Linked DNA regions of Hordeum vulgare: region 1 is linked to region 2. Evidence: chromatin contacts called from public Hi-C data. All regions are on one chromosome and are shown on one strand. Each heading gives the region's core, a stretch centred on a gene start, on an enhancer-like site or on the middle of the called end of the contact. The rest is flanking DNA. Distances are from core to core; before and after follow the strand shown.

The links. Hi-C and Micro-C count contacts between places; a contact is called where the count stands out from the background.
Region 1: a Hi-C map of seedling shows a contact between it and region 2, with 2.9 times the contacts expected there. The contact joins the promoter of LOC123397551 here to the promoter of LOC123399934 in region 2. A contact is called at or near these places in 2 of 6 Hi-C or Micro-C datasets (leaf and seedling) and 1 of 1 datasets of contacts at active chromatin or transcription factors (embryo).

The regions. Positions count from the first base shown.
Region 1 is chr5H:355,990,018-355,992,717 of MorexV3_pseudomolecules_assembly, reverse strand. LOC123397551 (probable plastid-lipid-associated protein 2, chloroplastic) reads right to left here and starts at 1,380. Exons shown (of 3, transcript XM_045092085.1): 1 at 863-1,380. The coding sequence starts at 1,293.
Region 2 is chr5H:355,615,338-355,618,037 of MorexV3_pseudomolecules_assembly, reverse strand. LOC123399934 (tropinone reductase-like 3) reads left to right here and starts at 1,324. Exons shown (of 8, transcript XR_006610456.1): 1 at 1,324-1,597; 2 at 1,682-1,798.

The sequences.
Region 1 (2,700 bases), core at 131-2,630, 370 kb before region 2:
TAAACAAACATAATCTGAAAGCATAGAGAAGCACATGGCAAGCACACCATGCAAACATAGAATATTTAGCAAACGAATTAGACCTGTTGGCTTTTGAATATTCTTGCACATCAATTTGCCTCCTCTCTAGAAAAACAGTATTTACCAAAACTATCACGCCATAGATCACTGATGTTTACTATGATGTCTGACTTGCATAACTCTAAATTTCTAAAACAACGGACGTTGTATTTCTTTTTTGTCACAATATGAAGGAAATAGATTCAGCCATATCAGTTATCTGAGCATGGCAACTACTCCCTCCGTTCCTAAATATAAGACCTTTTAGAGATTGCATTATAAACTACATACGGATGTACATAGACATATTCTAGAGTGTAGATTCACTCATTTTGCTCCGTATGCAGCTTTCTAATAAAATCTCTAAAAGGTCTTATATTTTGGAACGGAGGGAGTAATCAACTCAACCATATCATTAAAATTTCATCCCTAAATTAACGAAATTCTTCAGAAAATTGCATATAACTATTTTCTTTCAAGCAATCAAGAGAAACTTGTAAATGAGTGCGATTGCAATATACCGTGGACCATATACTTGCAAACTATCCAATTTTTTTAAATTAGGATAGACATGGACAAACTAAAACACACCAAATCATTTCCCCCTTCTCTATATATGAACTTATCAGCTATGATCCATGTGGTTTAGAATCCATCGGACCAGTTCCACCGACCCTAGCTAAGCCAGTAGGAATGGAACTACGCACCACACAGATTACAATCACATAACTAGTACTGTAGATTAATGAACGAAGAGAGAAATTGAAGCGAGGAAGGGAGTGAGGAGTGGCAGAAGGCTTACGCGAGGATCCACTTGCCGTTGAGAAGGGTGAGAGCCTCGGTGGGGGCCGGCGTGGGGTTGCGCGCCTCGAGCTGCGTGATGAGCTCGACGACCTCCGCGCGCGTCTCGCTGGAAGCGCGCAGGCCGCGCTCCGTCCCGTACAGCGCCGCCTTGAGCTTCTGCTTGAGCGCCGCCAACTCGCCTGCGGTCTCAGCCGCCTCCGAGGGCGCCTCCGCCACCGCCGTCCCTCCCTCCGCCGGCTCCTTCCCCCACTCGTCGTCGGCGTCCACGGGAACCGCCCGCGCCGTGACGACGCGCCGCGCGGCCCGCAGCGACGGGAAGCGCCGGGCCGCCGGGGAGAGAAGGCGGCCGCGGGCAGAGGACGCCCCCGGCGGTACCTGGGGCGACGGCACGGACAGGGACACGGCGTTGAGGGACGCTACTCCCGCCATGGCGCGAAGCTCTGTTCGGTTCTCGTGCTCCTCTTCCTCTGCGACGGTCTTCCTTTTTTTTCTTTTCTCGGAGATGCGCAATATTTTAATTCTGGGCGCCGTGGGTACTTGTAGAGAGGAGAGACGTGTCGAGGTGTCGAGGTGCGTGCGGTGGGACTGGCGCGAGGTGCGTTGGTCGCGTGGTCGCCTGGGAGTGCGCCGCGAGGTGCCGACGCGTCGAAAAAACGTGGGCCTGAAAAAATGGTTTAACATTCTCTTTTGAGTGGGGAGAAAATGGCTTAACTGAGCATTGCGAAATGAAAGGGGGATGGTGTTTGACTGGACGCTTGCGTGCTTCTAGAGGCCTCTGGATCTATGTGAGCATGCGAGACGTGCACGCTTGGCGTCCGCTTCTGACCGGAGTACCTCGACGATTGGACGTCCATGTGTCCTGTCCCATTCTTCCTCGCTTATTATTTCTCCTTAGTTTTTTTAACCACATATAATATAGTATTTATTGGAGTTCCTGCAAATAATCAAATTTAAAATCACCATCGACTGTCGCACAATGATAAAAGAGCATCAAACCAAAATCCAAACCACCACCATAGCTTTGTAGGCGTTGTGAGCCGAAGACCAGACCTCTAGAACAGACGTTTGACGATGTGGCGTTTTGATCGAGGATATTCCTCGCGTCGACTTGAATACAAATTTGATGCAATTTGCCACTATTGCCAATGATGAACGCCAAATTTGACGCCATCGGACCACCAACCTTGCATCAGCATCAATTTGTCCCACTTGTCGACGCCGTCATGAGAGACAACAACCGCGAGACACATAAAACATAGGGTTTACTGGTCCAAACAAATGACAAGCAAACGAGATCATCGGCTCAGCGGTGTCGCTGAAAAGAACATCGTCGTGCTAAGGAAGAGATCGAGTCCACCTTATTCAACACAACACAAATCTCACCAAAGTGACGTTGCTAGACGAAGACGAAGCCCTAAATCGAAGGAACAACAAGAATTATCGCCTTTGGTACCAGAGCGAAGCGGTTCGCAAATTGTTCGCTGGCCACTTACTATTTTTCCTTAGTTTTGAGATCGATTGGTTGTGTCATGCCCAACTTAATTTATGATATCGATGAAAAGAAAATAACTTATGATATATTTTTGAAATAGTGTAATGTAACATTACTCATTTAGATCCATCCGCTAGGGCCATTTCGGTCGTGGAGTATTAGTGGACGTGACTATCGGAAGATCATAAAGAACGTGATTGGAGCATCGCTTCAAATCTCAGTTGAAAGCCCATGTTCTGTCCTTTATTAGTTGGGCTTAGCAGTGATGAACTTGTGATGTTACCTTGACGGAGGTGTTATCTACTCATTGTTTGTCATGTTTCACTTATTGTCTCAACAACAAG
Region 2 (2,700 bases), core at 75-2,574:
TCATCGGATTCAGACGAAGAAGTGGACATGATGATGCTCATGAGCATGCACTAGGAAATTGACCGGGAAGTGGAGCACATTCTCAATTTCAAGGGCTCAATCAAAGGGAGAAGAGTCATCAACTGGGGCAGGGTATCCGGAGCAATGCTACTGCAAAAGGATTATTTTGATCCGGAACCAACTTTCCCGGCGATACATTTTTTTACTGTGGCTGATGTTGTTGGTGAGATGGTCACGATGGGGAGAGCACATGCCTGAAAACACTGTCAAGTTTGTCTGTGTTGTGGTGAAGGTGTTTGAAGCATAGTATCTGAGAGAGCCAAATGCACATGACACAGAGAAGTTGTTGGCAATTGGAGAGGCCACATGGTTTCCAGGAATGCTCGGATCAATCAATTGCATGAGTTGGCAATGGAAAAACTGCCCCAAAGGTTTGTGAGGAATGTACCAAGGTCACAGAAAAGAGGCCATCATCATGCTAGAGACGGTGGCATCACATGACTTATGGATTTGACATGCTTTTTTTGGAATGCGAGGTTCTCACAACAACATCAACGTGCTTCAACGATCTTCGGTGTTTAGGAGGCTTTGCAACGGGGAATCACCTCTGTGCAACTATACCATCAACGGTCGAGACTACAACACGGGATACTATCTTGCCGATGGCATATATTCTCAATGGGCTGCATTTGTGAATACCATATCCGAACCACATGACAGAAAACAAAAGCACTTCGCAACAATGCAGGAATCAACTAGGAAGGATGTGGAGAGGGTTTTTGGAGTGCTGCAAGCGTGTTGGAGAATTGTTCGTGAGGCTGCAATGATGTGAGAACAAGAAACTTTGTGGCAAGTGATGATATATTATGTTATTTTGCATAATATGATCGTCGAGGATGAGGATGATGGTGTAGCCTAAACCAACGATTTCGAAACACGTGGAGAACAAGTTGAAATTTCTGAAGATCAAGATGCAATCTAGCTTATGAGTTTTCTACAGATGCATAAGAATCTCTAAGATCATCACGTGCACACGCAACTACTCAATGATCTGATAGATCATATATGGACCCACAATGAGAATCAAAAAGTAGATGATTGATTATACACTTCAAATAAAATTACTGTAAACACTTTTTATGTTAGATATTAATATTATTTTATATGTGACATTTATTATCGAATGATGATTTTGTATGAACTTGAAATTTCAGATACCAGGCATGGAACGAAATACGAGGGACCGAGGCACGGAACGAAATACTATGACGTATAGAGTGCCGGATTTGACTAGCTGTAGATGCTCTAAAGCGACGAGCGCAATCGGGTCGCCCGGTCCGAGCGGATATTCTAGCCACGCCGTTCTACTTGCCTTGCTTCCATCGCCGCGTCTCTCACATAAACGCACGCTTCCATCGGGACAAGACAGCCGCGAGCAGCAAAAGGGAGCACGGCGAGGCCGGCGATGGAGGTCAAGTGCCGGCGTCTGGAGGGGAAGGTGGCCGTCGTGACGGCTTCCACGCAGGGCATCGGACTCGCCATCGCCGAGCGCCTCGGCCGGGAGGGTGCCGCGGTCGTCATCTCCTCCCGCAAGCAGGTCCAGCCACGCCCCTCTTGGGCTCTCGATTGCGTTGGCCGCGTGGTTTGCTTTCTCTGATCGAGTGATTTCTTAGCGCTGCAGAAAAACGTGGACGAGGCGGTGGAGGGCCTCAGGGCAAAGGGGATCACTGTTGTGGGGGCCGTCTGCCACGTCTCCAACGCCGAACAGCGCAAGCACCTCATCGACACGGCCGTCAAGGTGATATTTATGCTATCTATTCTTTGTTCGGTGGTGGTGGTAATGGTGGGGAGAGAAGTACCGTTCGACTGCGCTGAGGACTGGGGCTCTTGGGTTACAACGTTGCCAGATTCGTTACTTAGAGTTGCGATGTTAAATAGATCGGCACTCTACATTAGAGTTTCGGCCCGGGTGAGGTTTTGGTTCACGAGACTGTGAGTTGGTCCTAAATATTGACCAAATTTTGCATATCATTCTTGTTGACTGTTAGACAAAATAGGAGAGGGCAAGACTGCTATTCTGCGTCCCTGATTGTTTCAACTTCAGAAATCAGATTCTCGTAGGAAAAATCATAAGCTGAAAAAACAGCTATTTGGAATCAGCTTTTCTAGTGAAGCTGAAGCTGGATTCGGGCCATTTTCAGTGTAATTGTCTGAAGCACGTCCAAGTCTACTTCAGTGAAGCAAATCCACAGGTGATGCGAAGCCAACTGGAGTTGAAACAAACAGGGCCAGTAAGGCCCAGATGTTCGGCTTGGAGGCTTGAAGTGTGAAACGCTGCTGGCCGTTTGATTACGTGTTGGCCATGTGCTTGCGTTTGTGATGGAAACACAGTTGACATCGAAGGATCAGCGGGGTGTTGCCGATATGGCTGTTGCGCTGTAGCAGTATCCATTCTGAATAAAACTGTTTTCTTGTGAAACCAGAGCTCTCATTTGGAGAGCAGTACATGTGTATCCACAACTATGGCGATCGCTGCATTATTTTTGTTTTGCAGCTGCTGCTTAGTTCTACTTATTTTTTCTCTGCGTCTAATGATGTACGAAGAGTTCATGGTCAGCATTTCATTTTGGGTGTATCTGAACTGTTCTTTTATCTTATACTTATGATTATTGCAGCCAGGTAGTATTAAAATGATTGTGG